Linked DNA regions of Zea mays: region 1 is linked to region 2. A link is a contact called in public Hi-C data. All regions are on one chromosome and are shown on one strand. The core of a region is the stretch at or near the end of the contact, and the rest is flanking DNA. Distances in the headings are between cores, read along the strand shown. Region 1 has its middle 42 kb from the start of LOC103634918. Region 2 holds the start of LOC100192478.

What was found. Hi-C and Micro-C count contacts between places; a contact is called where the count stands out from the background.
Region 1: a contact with region 2 is called in a Hi-C map of tassel, with 2.7 times the contacts expected there. The contact joins the enhancer-like site here to the promoter of LOC100192478 in region 2. A contact is called at or near these places in 5 of 25 Hi-C or Micro-C datasets (ear, leaf, tassel and 1 more).

The regions. Positions count from the first base shown.
Region 1 is chr8:21,516,844-21,520,256 of Zm-B73-REFERENCE-NAM-5.0, forward strand. No RefSeq gene overlaps it. Among protein-coding and RNA genes, the nearest start is that of LOC103634918, 42 kb to the right of the region's middle. Within about 2 kb of position 1,743, at least 20 of the 20 cell types and tissues checked have an H3K27ac peak or open chromatin away from gene starts, as enhancers often do. A contact at or near this core is called in ear, leaf and tassel, where this site is marked.
Region 2 is chr8:21,310,146-21,313,535 of Zm-B73-REFERENCE-NAM-5.0, forward strand. LOC100192478 reads right to left here and starts at 1,405. Exons shown (of 11, transcript NM_001347871.1): 1 at 907-1,405; 2 at 516-562; 3 at 341-380; 4 at 41-241. The coding sequence starts at 1,119.

The DNA.
Region 1 (3,413 bases), core at 493-2,992, 210 kb after region 2:
AACTAAAGGAAACAAACAAAAGAAAAGGCAAATTACGTGCATTAACTTAACCTTGTTAGGTCTCCCATCCCATGCATGTGTGGTCGATTATTCCGTCCCAAAAGGAAGTTTGCAAGGGGAATGTATGTTAGTGGGATTGAGCATAATCGAACATGGCCTCTTTGGCCCTTTTTGGATTCTCTCGCGAGATCATGGCACGTTCGTTCCGCTTTAAATATTAATTTATTTCTTTTCCGCATTAAACGATTGTTTTATAATCATCTTGACCTATCTAGCTATAGCTAGCTCGAAGGACTTGCGCATATGCGGATGCATGCGGCATCACAGGTATATCTCGTTTCGGTATATTAATTGTTCATCTTTTTGCTTGCAGATCTGCACGCAGATTTTATACAGGGGTGGAATTTCAGCTAGGATCGATGTTTTTAATAGCGGGTTATAACATTTAGCGGCGCTCTTCTCCAAATCTATAAAAAGTTATGTCAAACTGTAATAAAAAAATATATTATTATTTATCAGTTTTATAAAAATATATAATTTGATACTAGTTATGCATGAAAACATATCGGTAGAAAAAAAATATGAGTACTCAGCTACATGCACAATATCTAGGAGAATATGTTTCTATGCTCGTTACTTAATATTTGTCATATCAATCAACGTAGTCACCGTTGCGATCAATATTCCTTATTTAACAGTTAAATAAGTATTCAAGTTTTATTTATTAGGTGAATAACTTAAAGGGTCGGGAGACATAAACTATAGTCCTGTAAACGAAAGAATAGAAACCTCTACTACCTTAGTCAAGAAATTAAGCTCCGATACTATAGAGTATACCTACTAGGTCACGACATTACCAACTTAATCACACGAGGATTTTTATAGAGCTTTAGGCCGCAATGTACGTAATACTCTACTTTCTCTTGCTGATCATAGGTTTTCTAATGCCACCCTGACCGGTTTGCTTTCTAAGTCTCCTAGGTTTTGGTGGATCCTACTTGGGATTGGGAGTTCAATGTTTTTGACGTTGTGACCATAAATTGAATGCTTATCTACCACCTCATTTATAATCTAAAGAAGGAGGAGTATTACACGTATATATACCTATTGTGGCTCCTGCGCGCACTTATGTCATAGAGCCAACTGCCCACATATTGTCTTACATCTCTTGCGGTAAGCATGCACTAATGTAATCATGTTGTTTTTTTTCGTCTTGGTGTATTAATGGTCTCTTCTCTCTTGTACCTTTTACTACAAGCATCATCCTTTGTATTATCCTACCTATTGTGTGTGCGTCAAGGCGGAAACTTGCTCGTAATATCACATTAAATACAAACGCTGGCGAGGTTATATATCCTTAGTTTGACAACTACTATACTAGCTACTTGGGTAGGCACTATAACCTATGATATCGACCTTTATGACACAGGTGTTTGGCTACGGGTACTACCCATGTATCTTAGCGTGTGGTCTTTGCTAAGGATATGTTTATTTTGATGACGTAAGGACAATATGCTCAAATCCATATTACACGGCCGACACTAACTATGTTACCAAACATCATAAGAACATCAGTGTTAAAAAAAACATCACAAGAACGTCTACGCTAAGCGGAGTTGTCGGTTGTCTCATCGGAACTGCACATCCAAGTGCAAGGAAATAAATTCCTTGGGCTAGATGGGCCCTGGAGGATCGCTTTCCTACCAACGCTGATGGGCCGACTGGTGGGCCGGAACTGGAAGGCCGTGGAGGCATCGCTGACGCTAAGCTGTAGGAGGGAGGAGTGCTTGCCAGCATGCCATGTCATCTTCTTCGTCGTACATCCATTCCAGCTTGGCAGTAAGAACGCTTCGCAGACGCAGGCCACCTCCCATTTATTTACCGCGGGCCTCAGTTGGTCCAGGCGCATCAGCTTTACCGCGCGAGCGAGCTGATTTGTTCGCTGGGCGTTCTTTTGTGTGGCAGACAGCGGCTCGTTTGGGATTGGATTCCAGCCAGGGCGTGAAATTACGTGCCCTGAGACTCTGTCTGAACCTCGTGCTTTGGAGTAAATTCCTCGGGATGTGACAAGGAAACAGTCCACCAGTCTGTCTGGGCATTCCCAGAATCCAATCGTGTGACGTCCTGGTCGTTCAGAAACAGTGAACGGATTACTGTATCTCTCTCTCCCCGCACTGCTTCTGCTTCTGTCAGTTCAACGCTACTGCATGTTCTTCCTTTCTTTTCTTTTTTTGCGCTTTTTTTCTCCGGAAGTTTCACAGCTCCAAAACGAAGAATCAAAGCAGTGCATCTCGTTTGAATCCTGACATGTGAGCAGGATGATGTTCTAGTCTAGATCGATTCCTACTCCATGCTTTCAAGACTTGAATTTTCCATCCTTCACTCTGCCCGCAGGCCGCAGCTGCTCCAGTTACCATGTTCCGGACGGTGTGTCCACTGCAAGAATGCACTGCTCCGATCCAACCAGGGACGGGCAGGAGAAGAGAATCTCTCGATCCGCTCGCTCTGCCGAAGAGACGCCTGCGCCGTTGTCCGCGGGCAGCGACCACGGCCAGCGGCGAGACCTGAATCCTGCCCTGCGTGGCCCAGCCCCGAGGTCCCAGCAGACAGTAGTCCTGTCCTGTACGTGGAATTCCTCGCGGTCGCGGCAGGGCAGCGCTGGCCGCTGGACATTTTGGCGGGACTGTTTGAAAACGGCTGCCCGGCGCAGGAGAGCGTTTGAATCGCTGCTGGTCACTGCTGGATGCTCCGGTTTGGGAGTCCGAGCTCGAGCTCTGCGGTGGTCCGCCACCGTCGGAGCTCGGAGCAAATGAAACAAGCCCTGGCCCCTGGGTACCGCTGGCGATGGGCGGCGGCAGGTCTACCAAGGTTTTTATGATAGCGGATCAGTGAGGTGCGGGCTAGAGCAATGATGGAGGATCGCGGTGGCGCAGACGCGCGCAGTTCAGGCGTCGTCTCGTCCCCCCGGCCCCGGTCCACTCACTCGCAGGTCTGGACACCCACGGGTTTTGAGGGGATTTCGCGAGGCGTGGATTCCCTCCGACAGAGGCTCAGAGGCACTGCTGGGGTGCCGTCCGGTGGGTCTGCCGTCTGCCCGTCGGCTTCCGGCCGTCCGCAGCGGTTACCTCTAAATTTTTTCCCCTATATCACTTTTTTGCGTCACATTATCAACATTTCATCCCTTACTTTTCCATCTCCCGCAGCGGTTTCCCCTATATTTTCCCCCTATACCCCACTACATTTATAAAATATCACTATCCAACTTTATTCATCATTTATTACATTTTTTCTTCATCTATTAAATAACCCGCCGTACAAAAAACAGAGGGAGAGAGGAGCCACGGAAGCACGCTGTCTGCAGCGTGTCACTGTTGGCTACCGCTGCGTAGAGAGCCTTTTAGAGAACTGCGCTG
Region 2 (3,390 bases), core at 155-2,654:
TTTTCACAGGACGAACACCATTAAACTCCTCGGTCCTCACCTCTATGCCGACGACGCTGGAGACGCCATACATATCATACAAGCCGCAAACAAGCTCGCGGATGACCGTGTTCAATCCCGGGCAGAGGCCTCCACAGGTGACAATGGCGGCGTTCACCTCATCGGACTGGAAGTACACCCGCTGCCGTGGCCCGGCACGCCGGAAGTGGGTGCCCCTGGCACTGGTCTTATGAACAACAATCTGCAGATAGTCAAGTCATGCCACAGGATCAGCACCCGAGCAAGACCGCCACGATGGAGCCTCCAATTCACTGTTTGCCGCAGAGAAAGAAAGCCTCACCTTCTGCGTGACGGTGTCGTCTGGGTTGACGAAATACTGCCTGGGAGGAAGAACACGTGGCGGGGAGAAAGGTCAGCTTTGGAACGAACATCCGTGTCTGGATGGATAAGGATCAAGTTGGAATGGAAATAGTGAGATGGAAGCACGAGACGAGAAGAAGAAGAAGAATTCATACTTGACGACTGAATACGCCGGGTTGTCTTGGAGAGGATTCGGGTATGTCTGCAGATCGACGACATCAGTGATCAGTGAAACATAAAAAAAAGTTCATATCATGTTTTTTGCTGTTTGCCTTTCTCTCGGATGCTGATTCTCCCTCTGATACAAACTCTATCGGAGGAACCAGCCACTTTTTACTGTCAGATCAGTATGTGAAAACTCAAATCCAAACTAGAATCCGCATGCTCTCAAGTCTCAACCTAAGATAGACCAAAAGGGGGTGGGGGGCAGAAACCAGAATCACACAGAACGAAAAAAAAAAGAAGGAACTTTCCAGTTCACGCCGGGAACTAACCGTCAGGAACCCAACGTGACACACCAAGAGGATGGGGGACTCTCGAACGCACCGGGAGCTGGGGCATGTAATCCGTGAGGTGCGGCACGTCCTCGAGCACGTAGCCGGCGTCGCCGCCCACCAGCTTCTTCTTCGTCGCCCACTTACTCGCCGAGGACGCCTTGGCGCCGCTGTTGGCGGCGGCGGGGAAGGGGTCCTTGAGGTCAAGCAGCTTCTTCTTCTCCGGCGCCGCCACGGGGGCAGGAGTGACGCCGACGGCTTCCATCGCAGGGGGTCCGTGCCGCCGCCCGCCGGTGAGCACAAAGCAAGCTTTCTTGTCCGCTCGCCTTGTGCCCGCGCGATCAGCTAGGAGCCTCGGTTCAACCCCCGCGGCGAGCTAATAAATCTTTTCTGCGAGTAACCTGAGGCTGTTCTTGGCGTCTTCGGAAGGCGCGGACCGTTATATATCGTGTTTGGGCTGGATTAGCGCTCTGCGCCGCCCGTTAAACGTCGTGTTTGACGACGGCGACGGACGGAGGAGGACCGAAGGGGGGCAGCGGGAGGAGAGAAGCTTCGCCGCTTTGGATTTGGAACAAGGGCAGGGTTTCCGCTTATTTACAGTCCTGCCATCTCAGTGCGTGCCGCACTGTTTGGAGGAAGAAATACCCCTCCCATACCGTACGTATAGATAGTGGAATATCGGTATGGCGTGCAACTTTTTTTTTTTGTTATTTTTCCTTCCACGTTAGTACTGGGGTCATCGGTCACGGCAGGGTTTGTTTACTGTATTGAAAAATGTGGTATAGAAACTGTTTAGTTTGAATGTTGACTGTTAAACTGTATTGAAAATACTTGAAAAATCTTATAAACCCAAAGGATTTTGTGAATACATGGTTGAGATGTGTCCATAGTGTGAAAGATGAGTGATTTTCAACATGATCAACTTTGAATTAACGTTGACCAACTTGAGAGTGATTCGTGACATGTGTAACATGTCTCTTGACTTATGGTATATATGTGTGAAGCTCGGGAATGGTCGATAATAAAGGTGAGGATCAAGCAGGTTTGTGCCGATAAATAGCAAACAGTGAAGGGCAAACAAACACAAACAGTGAAGGGTAAACAACAAAGTTTGGACTAAGGGATCGGAGAGCATGAAGATGGAACATATGGCTGACACCTGGAGTTATCGACAATTGCAAGAGTATATGGAAGAATAGACTGTTTAACTATATTTTAGGACAGAGCGAGTATTTTTGAGTACACTAATGGTTGAATATATACATGTATTAAATACCATATAGAGTGTAAAAAAGTCCGTCTTACTAGCTACGCGCGTCCAACAATCTCCCGTTTGAGATGTCTGAGGCTAAATTTGTACGCTGTGTTTGCCGAGGTATACAATAACCCAATCACGTCCTCTGCTACTGCTGCCACTACCCCTGTTGGGGATCTCAACACTATCTTGGTAGGCTGGTAGCTGATTTTTTTTTTCGGTGGACCCTATACTACACCAATGTAGCAACAAGCTTAAGCTTGTACAAGGCATTGTTTTTGGATAAAGGGGAGTTTATTTCATTAAGCTAATGAAAACAGTGCCCGGTCTCTACATTAGCCAATGTATTGGACCAACCAAAAAAGATAGCTTGTACAAGGCATGCATGTGGCGCATCTTTTCCTAATCCTTTTGGCTCCATTTCCATGCACGGACTCGAGGACGACGGTGGCCGGCCGGCGGTGTGTCGTGAACCAGGGGCACAAAGTGGAAGGCTGCGCAGCCGTGGATCGGTGACGGTCCATTCTTTTGTTTCTAGACTGCTAGACTGGCTAGGGTAGAGATAGCAATAGAGACCCTTCCTGATTACTCATGGAGAATTTCTTTATTAGTGTTAAATCAGAGGAAATTAGAGAGACTAAATTCACATTTTTATTCAATTTTAAATACAAAAGGTTTTTATAATCCATTCAATCTTCTCTAGTTTTCTTGCTCCTAAACTAGTTCTCAGGGAATAGGGATGGGGAATATCTTCTTCCACATGGATGCAAATGAGGAGAAATTCTTCTCCGACGGGTATACGGGGACGGAGATGGAGATGAGAAAGCATTCCCCACCCCTTTTTTCGTGGGGACCCGTTAAACTTGCACATAACATTTTTATGTAATAGCTAATAATAAAAATAAATAATTATCTTGTTAAAAGATCACTCATTATACAGATGTGTTTATTTTGATACACATATAATGATTTTTACATCTGACAATGTGTATATAAGTGATGATGTTTTGCATTAATAATATATGAAGTATGTCCTAATTATAATTTAAGAGGGGATAGGGATGTCCGATAAGAATTTATCCTCGTGGGGAACAGAAATAGGGAAGAAATATCCCCGCAAGCGTTCGTGGGGATCTTATAGAGAATTTTTTTCGTCAAGAAGAAAGAGAGCTAAAAACCGATGAAAAAAATTCTCTATTACCATCCCTAGGCTAGGAGCATGCCCTTCCACTCGTTTCTCTCACTCTTTTGGTCAAAAAAGCATAGACATTACCACAGTAC